Linked DNA regions of Sus scrofa: region 2 is linked to region 1. Evidence: chromatin contacts called from public HiChIP or PLAC-seq data. All regions are on one chromosome and are shown on one strand. Each heading gives the region's core, a stretch centred on a gene start, on an enhancer-like site or on the middle of the called end of the contact. The rest is flanking DNA. Distances are from core to core; before and after follow the strand shown.

The links. HiChIP or PLAC-seq counts read pairs in DNA pulled down with a chosen protein or histone mark.
Region 2: an H3K27ac HiChIP or PLAC-seq map of skeletal muscle shows a contact between it and region 1. The contact joins the promoter of ZNF277 here to the promoter of LSMEM1 in region 1. A contact is called at or near these places in 1 of 47 Hi-C or Micro-C datasets (skeletal muscle) and 1 of 2 datasets of contacts at active chromatin or transcription factors (skeletal muscle).

Annotation. Positions count from the first base shown.
Region 1 is chr18:33,188,071-33,193,155 of Sscrofa11.1, forward strand. LSMEM1 (leucine-rich single-pass membrane protein 1) reads right to left here and starts at 2,840. Exons shown (of 3, transcript XM_003134769.5): 1 at 2,573-2,840; 2 at 103-231. The coding sequence starts at 2,699. LOC106506809 (a long non-coding RNA gene) reads left to right here and starts at 3,844. Exons shown (of 3, transcript XR_002340212.1): 1 at 3,844-5,085.
Region 2 is chr18:33,420,980-33,425,673 of Sscrofa11.1, forward strand. It overlaps ZNF277 (zinc finger protein 277), which reads right to left and starts at 2,036. Exons shown (of 12, transcript XM_021079287.1): 1 at 1,907-2,036. DOCK4 (dedicator of cytokinesis protein 4) reads left to right here and starts at 2,220. Exons shown (of 54, transcript XM_021079277.1): 1 at 2,220-2,624. The coding sequence starts at 2,588.

The DNA.
Region 1 (5,085 bases), core at 1,590-4,089:
GTGAGCCCTGATGCCAAGAAGCCTTGCCTTGTTGCAGGAGCAAAGTCAAACACCAGCTACGAAGGGCACGGCCGTGATGAGAAACATCTCCAAGGGACTTACCTATTAGGAATATCACGAAGGAAACCAGCGCCAGGCTGACAATCAGCACAATTATCAGCCCCACCAAAAACAGCCCGTGGCTTCCATTTCCTGAGTTACTGCTGTCGGCTGGGATTTTCTCCTCCAGAGCTAAGGCAAAAACAAACAGCAACAAAGACAAAAACTCCTCAGCAGACAGCTTCACAGGGAACTGAACAGTCCCCAGCATTAGAGGCATGCGTGAGAGATATGTCCATTTTGCCCTCTGATCACTCTAGAAAGAGACTTGTTTTAGGAATGTCTTTGGGCCGGGTGGTCTTTGAGAATTTTTCATGCTCTTCTCTATTAGTATTCAAAGAACAAGCCGAGTCCAGTTGTCTCCTTAACCCCTACTGGGAAAATTCTTTGCAGATCATGTTAACAACTGACGTAGCAGGACATGGATTGTTCTTTTGGAAGGTGGGTGAGGGGGATAAAGAAAGGTCAAGGTGATGGAGGCGCTATTGCCCTTTTCCCAAAATGATCCAGGAGTTACACAAAGCTGGCTGTGGGCCACTTACTCCAGGTGACATGCTGAAGGCGCTGAGATATCTCCCAGAAAACTTTGTTTCCTATTAAAAAAAATAACCTATTATGGGGAGTTGCTGTTGTGGCTTGGCAGGTTAAGAACCCGACAGAGTGTCCATGAGGATGTGGGTTCGATCCCTGGCCTTGCTCAGTGGGTCATGGATCCAGCACTGCCGTGACCGTGGCTGTGATGTAGGCCAGCAACTGCGGCTCCAATGTGACTCCTCGCGTGGGAACTTCCATATGCGGCAGATGCAGCAGCCAAGGAAAGAAAAGAAATAAAATAACCTGTAATGCCTACATTCATTTAAATAACAATAACAAAATACCCTGATATACTTTGGTTTCTTAAAACTGTTTTCAGGATGGACACGCTCGGAAAGCAAGGTTTTCTTAAATGTTGTGCAGCTGAACTGAGAAGGCAACCAAGCGTATAAACCAGTTCGGTTCACCCAAACCATGAATTGTCTGCACTTGGTCACCATTTTGTAAGACCTATTTGCCTAATAATACCCAAATTAAATTGAAAAAGAGATACAGAAACTGGATTACCTTCCATATTCTCTCCTACTTTATATCAGCCCACAGCCTCTGCTACTTGATTATGGACAGATGGGTGGTGTAGGTCCCACACTTTTCAGGGGCATCTTATGTCACAGCCTCCACAGCCTTTGCTTCCTAATCAAAGCCTTGGCACAGGCCAGCACCCAAACCCCTATGCTTATTGAGACCGACTGCAGTGAAAACAAGCGAAAGTCTGAACAAATCAAAATGAAGAGAAAAACAAGAATTCAAAAAAGATTTAGGGAGTTCCCATCGTGGCTCAGTGGTTAACGAATCCAACTAGGAACCATGAGGTTGCAGGTTTGATCCCCAGCCTCGCTTAGTGGGTTAAAGATCCAGTGTAGGTCCCAGACGCGGCTCGGATCCCGAGTTGCTGTGGCTGTGGCATAGGCCGGCAGCTATAATTCTGATTGGACCCCAAGCCTGGGAACCTCCATATACCTCTGGTGCAGCCCTAGAAAAGACAAAAAGACCAAAAAAAAAAATTATTTAGAAGGGGAATAATAGATATAAATTGAGAGAGTAAGAGTTTAAGAGTGTACGCGAAACAAACCAAGGGGGCATTTATCACCTGTGCTGGAAAGTCAGCACTGAAGCTAGAAAAGATGGGGTTCTAATAATCTTAGAACTCATTTGTAATACTTAAGGGACAAGACATACATTTATAGTTTGTTGGGTTTTGGGGGGGCGGGAGCACGCCCACAGCATGCAAGCATTCCAGAGATCAAACTTGAGCCACAGCAGTGACAATGCTAAATCTTTAAACACTAAGCCACAAGGGAACTCCCACATTAAGTTATTTGGTACTTAACAGATTTTCATTTTAGTCTCCCCCTCTTTTTTCTAATACTTTAATTGGGGCAATCTTCGAATTAAAAAAAAAAAAAAAAGTTGACTCTTTTGCCCAAAAAACTAATGATTTTTTCAAAAACTAGGTAAACGCGTGGAACATTTTCTCAGCAATCCGCTCCGAGTAAGACCTCTCTAGGAAAGCGGGCACCACAGGTGACCTGCCTGTGGTCACTAGAAGGCACGAAAGCAGCCAGGAGGATGAGTGAGCCTCTGGGGGCCCATCTCGGGAGCCTCCACCCCTTTCCAGGGGGAGAAAGGCCACAGGGACTTTTCGGGACTTTTGCAGACAAGAGTTCAAATCTTGCCAAGAGCCAAGAAAGCCCATAAGCCTGGCAAGCATTCAGAAAACAAAAGCACAAATTGCCTAATACGAAACAGCATTTCTAACGCGGAGCCGTCCTAATGCCCACCCAGCCCCCACCACGCCCACAGGTCTGGCTGGACGGTGGCTATTTTTAGGTGGCCTAGAAGCCAGGACGGGCCGCCAAGCCTGGGAGGGCTCACGTACGGAACAGATGCTGCGATCCGGCAGGACAGAGGTTTAGTCTGTTTAGGTCATTTATGGAATCCACAACGTAAAGCTTTCTTTCTTCAGGAAGGCCGCGAGAGCCGGTGTCCTGGGAAGAACGATTCATTGTCCCCGGAAGAAAACGCGGACCTTAAACGCAGGACGCTGGGCTGGGGAGCTGGACTTGGCCAGGATCACAGCCCACAGGAAGCTGGGCAGGCACTTGAAGAACCACCCACACGAATTACTTCCCAATGAAGGGCCAGAAAAGCTTTGCTTGTCCAAAAGAAAATACTCCCTTGTGGGGGCAACTCTTGTTTTTGCTTTGCTTGCCAGGAAGCTCAGCGTCTGCCGTGGGCCCCATTTTAATGCTTTAATACTCTGCTTACATGCATATGTGCTTTCCTCTTCAGATTTCTCACTTCTGCCTATATTTCCCTTGGGTCTCTTTTTTAATTTTGTAATTGACTTTTCAATATTTCTCTTTTATCACATTGTTCATACGCTAGTGAGATGCCTCAAATCTTGTGTGCAAGACGACTATGCATAAACACCCAGAAAGACAAAATTAAGTGAGGCAGCCTGTGGCCATAAAGATGCTGAGGGGAGAAAATATTACTGAGAACCGTTCTAACTGATGAGGCTTTAATACAAAACTGTACTTTTGTGCAGTATAAAGGTCTAGAAGCCAGTGACTTATGTTAAGGTGGAACACATAAAATATTTTATTTAGGGTTTAAATCTTCCTATTTCCAAAAGAATTGGAGGCAGTTAATAGTACACTGACAAATAAAATTGAGGTAAAGAGCCTCATGTGATATCTAGATCTTAGTAAAAGCAATGTAATAAACTTCATACCTGCCTTTAATGTGACAACACACTATTTATTTACTTCCTTTAACATTTTTAAAATTTCCTTTAATACACAGCTACAGAATAAACAGAAATATGACCAGAGTTAGGAGAAACCAAATACAGAAATAAAAAAATAAGAACACCTATAGAAGATCTGAAAAAAAAAAAATCAGCCATTTACTAAACAGACTAAACTGCACTCTAAAATATTAAAACTCAGGAGTTCCCATTGTGGCTAAGCAGTTAACGAATCTGACTAGCATCCATGAGGACGCAGGTTCGATTCCGGGTCTTGTTCAGTGGGTTAAGGATCCAGTGTTGCAGTGAGCTGTGGTATAGGTCGAAATCAGGACTGGGATCCCGAGTTGCTGTGGCTGTGGTGTAGACTGACAGCTACAGTTCCCATTCAGCCCCTAGCCTGGGAACTTCCATATGCCATGGGTGCAGCCCTAAAAAGACAATAAATAAACAAACAAACAAATAAAATCTTGAAACTCAGCAATTTCCCAGTAAAACCTAAAACCTACTAGCATGTGTAAAAAATATGCTTCCAGAACCCTAAGAAAATGTGAGTTCAAAAAGTAATGAACTAGTTAATTTTTTTCAAAGTTAAAAAAAAAATTTTAAAGGGTGTTTCAGTTCTTCAGAAATTTTAATTAACAAGAACACATCACCCCCTGAGTATTTTTGATGAGATACTACTGAAGCACTTCAGACATTGATATTACCTAATTCCAAATATACTTCAGGGAGCATTCCTAAGGGACTGACTTTAAGTGATTAAAATAAAAAGAAGAGCAGAGGGGCCTTAGAAACCCATCAAATTCTCTTACAGATAAAACCCAAAGTGTTGACTGATGTATGGTCACAGATTTCTAAACTATCCTTCGAGAAATGTTTTCTATTTTGTCTTCTCTTTACACTTTATCATCGCAAACACTAACATTTGATGAGGCATAACGGTTGTGTCACATCAGAGGATCATCGTTCCAAACACGGCTTCTATTTTAGGCTTGGTGGCTGACACATGGTTCATTTTGGCATCTCTCACTTGACATCCTTGAGCCTTGCCTTCCCCTGCAGGAATGCAATTACTCTTGCTTAAATTTCATACGGAGGCTTAACCATGGTTTACAAAGTGGACGGCTAGCTAGAAAATTACAGCCACAAAAAAACTAATAAAATCTCCAGGTTACCACTGGCCTTGCCGCAAACTCAAAAGGCGATTCAATGCAGCATCGAATTCAAGAGCGCTAAGATAACAACTTAGAGTGAGCTCCAAAAGGAAATTTCTTCATTTGGGTAAAGTCACAACATAAATAGATGCTATTTCAAAATGCATTTGAAATTAAGTGCAGCAGGCAAATGGAAAAGAGCCAGCAGAGAAAAATGAGCTGAGTGTGGTTCATGGCCACTAAGATCCTGCAAATGACCCTGTGAGCAAATGGATTCAAGATCACATGGCCCTGGAACCCTGGACCCACAGCTGTTTGATGCCCAGTTGTTGCTATCTTTGGCATCTCCATATGAGGGCATCTGGGAACAACCAGCCGTGTTGGAGAAGCCGGTGTTACTGAATTCTGCTCGCACTAACTTGACTCTCCTTCTCCACTGCTGTGTACAGATTTGCTCATTAAGATGGACCAAGGCAGCATCCT
Region 2 (4,694 bases), core at 786-3,285, 230 kb after region 1:
AAAAATTCATCCTGAATTAATGCTGGTCATCACAGTTTGGTAAGTATATGGAGAAAAGAATATTCATATGACTACTGGTAGGAATGTTTATATACACTCTTTAAGAGGAAAATCTGATATCTACCACAATTTTAAATGTGTGTCATCTTTGACCCAATTCCTCAAGAAATACACACCTGGTGAACAAGCATGTATGTGAAGTTGTTCGCTACATTACTGAAAAACTAAAGCTACAGTATACGTTCATTAACAGAGGAAAAGCTGAAGTAGGGTATGTCCATACTATGGAATACTACGGGCATAGTCCTTGAAAAGAATGAATCAATAAATGTACTGATGTAGAAGAATGTCTCTAACAGATCATTGTGAGAAAGAAGGTGACAGATCTTTATGCTTACACGGAATGAGCCCTTTTTATTTAAAAAAAACCCCCAAAACTATACAGATGTGTGTCACACAGCCATATATTAGAACACACACCAAACCTGTAAAAGTTGTTACTTTGGGAATGGGACTGTGTGTGATGGGGAAACTTTGAAATGTTGCAGTTTTTTACCATACACATTTCTGAACAGTTTGAACAGTTTATAATGAAAAGTTTTATAATTTAAAAACAAGTAATGATATTTAAAAGTTTTACAATGTTTTTGAAAGGCACACCATTTTCTTCTTTATGAGTTAATCTATGAGATCAATTTACAAAGGATTCCACCTTCAAATGTTCAAACACGTAACCCTCTGGAATTTTGAGAAGCTGGAAAACCTTAAGAGTATGTTACTGTTAGATAAGATCTGACTATATGGCCAACCCTGGAATGAATTGTTTAGGATGTGGATATAACTCAATATTTAAGTACGGAGCTTACCAAAGATTTCTTTGGCAGAAGTGCTGAAATAATTTCAGAGGTAGGAGGTTCCACTAGGATGGGAAGTGGGAAGACATAGCACAGTCTGTGTGCTAAGACAAAAATGTCAATTTAACCACGAATGCAAAAGCAAAGAAAGAAATTTTACAAAACCGCAATAAGGATGGAGAACTAAAATGAAGCTCCAAACCATGTCCATTAGAAAAAGACAACTAGCTGTGTTAAGTTACATATCAAATCAAAAAAGAAGGGAGTCAGGTGGGGGATAAATATATAGATTAAAGGTAAAAGAATTGGGCTAGGAATTCTAAAGATAATCCCCCAGCAGCTTTCAAAGTTTGATTTTTTTGCCCTCTGCACCGGATAAAAGGACAACTTGAAAGTTAGGTAAAGCCAAAGAAGCTGTGAAGATTTTCTCTCAAGCCACGAGAGCCAATTGCCGCTTCTTTCCTCTTGCTCCAAGGACCCAGCTCCACCAATCCCGGAGAATGCCAAGGGCAGTCAATGAGCAACGGGAGAAGCTCTGAGAGCCACACACTCTCCCTTCAGAGGCTGCACGAGCCAGCCACTGAGAAAATCTGGGGCGTGCAAGGCAGCGACCAGTCTGCAACTGGAAATCCGCCCGAACCCAAATAAAACTTATCTTCAGAGGCCAAAGCAAGCAAATCGAAGCGGGGGTAGGGTACTGGCGAAGAAAACGCTGCTAATCCCAGAGTTAACAGCACACAGGCCGGAACCTGACCTGACCCACGCCCACTCACTCGGCAGAGAGCGCAAAGGTGCGAGCTCCAAAGGCAGGATAAACGCTCAGAGAACTTCCTTGGCTTCGGAAAAGCCATTCCATCCCATTTTCTCTTCCTTCTCAGAAAGACCCCTTCAAGTTGCCGCCGCCCACCCCACCATGTCCCTCGGGGCCCCTCATGTGGCCCCTTCGCGCCCCCAGGTGGCCTTAGAGCTGGGGTCCGCCCCGCAGTCAGCTGCACTCTAGGTGGGAGAAAAAGGAAAATAAACCACTTGCACCTCAGAGGTACTGTACTCACCCTCATAAGTGAAAACTCCGGCTCCGCCGCTGCTGCCATCACCGTCTTCCTCCTTTTGGGGAGCAGCCCCCTGGGTCTTGGGAGCAGCCATTACGCGGCTGAAGAAAAAAGGGAGGGTCACGGGCAGGAGCGCAACCAATGGAAACGCGCCTAGAAACGAAGTCCCCATCGACGCGGCGTTTCCTCCACTCCCACGCCGTGCCGTCACGTTCTGGGCCAATAGGACGTGACGATCAGAACATAACCCCGCCCTACATGCTAGTGCCACGCCCCCTTCCGGGATGGAGAGACCCAGAACTACAATTCCCAGTGTGCTGCGCAGGCTCTGGGCAGGGAGGGCTGGAAGAGGCGCTGGCGGGCGGGGGTGCGCCCGAGAGTGCCCCGGCGTGTTCGCTTAGTTCAGTGAATCAGAACAATGACTGCGCCGCTGGGTTCCCGGGAGCGCGTCGGAGGACTGTGAGCAGCCGCCGCCTGGAGAGCGGCGGGCGGCGCAGCCTCGGCCGCGCGGTGTCAACCTCGGACTCGCGAGCTTCCAGTGCAGACCCTGCCCAGCGCCCGCAGCCCGCGCGGAGCCGCCGGGCTCCAGCGCTGCAGACGCTACTCCGGAGCTGTGCATTGTTGTGAGCTGGAGAAGGGGTGAGGGGATTACAAAGCCCGAAGACCCCGAACCCCTCTTTAGCCATGTGGATACCTACAGAGCACGAGAAATACGGCGTGGGTGAGTCTCCGCGGGGCGAACTTTTTATTCCGCTCTGGCCGGAGCGGGTGCGTATTTCGCGTCCTTGCCCTGGCGACTCTCTCTTCTCCCGGCTGGAAATGCCTCATCCTGGCATCGCGCTGCGGGTTCGGGGCTTTACCCAGCCAGCTCCGGGCAGAGGGGTGCGCTCTGGGGTCTCGCCGCTCAGCGTCTGATGGGCGCTCCGGGCAGCGGCTGGGGGGAGCGCGCGACCAGCCCGCCCGCTGCAGGCTCTGCCTGCGGAGTTTGTAGTGGCGACGGGGCGTGTGTGTGTCAAGTTGCAAGAGGAGAGCGAACCGCGTTCCTCTCCAGCTGCTACCTTTCCCCAAGGCGGCAAGGGCTGTAACGATTTCCCGGGTGGAGAGGGAGACAACAACAATCGCGCTAAGTGAACAGCCCCAAAACAGAAGGGAGGCGCAGAACCTTCCCTCTGCCTCCCTTCAGCATTCCCAGAGTGCGGAATGTGGCACCGTCCTCAAAAGAGACGGTCAGACAGAGTCCGGCCGGGGACTCTCATCCCGGGTTACCCTGTGTGTGTGTTGACGGGCGGGGGGGATTGGTAAATTTCAACATCTGCGTCGCTCTGCTCTTTGGTCTTTGGAGGGGAACCGGTATTTCAGCAATGTTTTTACTTCTGATCACCCTCTCTGCCCGGGGTGAGCCGGTGGGGGTGGTGATGGAGGACAGCTGTGGAGCGATAATGGGGAGAGGGAATCGGAAAGCTTGGGTCTTAGAGGCACGGAGACGGCTTTTGGGGAAGGACTACCCTGACACTGGTGTTTGGAGGAGAAGGAACAGGGTAACGCTCGCCGTTCTGTGCAAAGGTGAACAACAAAGGACATTAATGTTGACGGATGAATACAGGAGTCTCCCTTCCTTTCCCTCCTCCCATTTCAGGCCGATTACAGTTCCCGTTTTTGTTGTTTGATTTCAGCTGGGTCGCCCCTTGACAGTTACTCCTTTTAGGGTAGTGACTATTAAGAAGCCAGGCTCTCTGACAAGCTTGTAGCAGCCAAATGCAATTATAACCTCTCAAAAGATTTAACAGAGAGAAAGCGTTATGGATTTTACTAACAATCTTTATTTCCTATAATGCCCTGTCCTGCTGATTGGTGGACTTTTTTTTTTAAATAAATTGAGTATAGATCTAGTGACTTAGATAATGTGTAGGTATCTGCTTATGTTCTAAATTCATTTTTCTATGATTTAAAAAATCTGGAAAGCCTTTCCAGGGAGTCATAGTCATAAGATTATTATTATTTTTTTTCAACTTAGCCAAGGGATAGGATTTTGGAGTCCTCTGAAAGGACTGTGTAATTAAACAAAGTCAATCTCCTATATTACATTAGCTTTCATTCTGGATTTTGACTGGTTGGCAAGACAATAGTTTGTCCAGGACCCATCTTTGGGAGGGGGTTCCAGCTTTCCCTGTCTTTGAAGCGTTAAGGGGAGTCTTTGCCAGGCACTGTACTGGCAAAGCATAGACATTTCCTTCTCTTCACTCGCCCCCTTTTTGGGATAGATTAGCCCTTGCATGGGAGAGACATTGCCTTAGCTGAACTGGTGAGGAACCGAGTTCCCTTGTCACCAGGCTTAACATCCAGTGCAGGAAGCACAGACATCAAGCAACACTGTCCCGTTTGGAGTTCATCCCAGATGTTGCTTTCTTCCAAGTGTTAAATTATACAGATTATGGAGGGGATTTATTTTCTTGATTTCTTTATGTGCCAGGTCACAGCTGGGGTGCTTGTATTGATTAGTTCTTCTCTCGCCTTTCTTTGCAAGCTGTGGGCAGAGGCTTAAGACACACTGTGGGATTTCCTGGAATGGCAAACCGGATGTTATCAGTCAAATGTTTTGGGCTGCAGCCGACACCTCGCCTTTGGGTGGTTGTGATTTGGTTGCAGAGGAGGTTGGAGGAGGTAGAAGGGTGAGCACACACTTGGGAAAAGGAGGTTTAGTGAGATGAGAGCAGAGAGGGGTCCATTGTGCTCATTTATACAATATCACACATAGAGCACTGTGTGTGTCATCTTTTACTATATTACATTA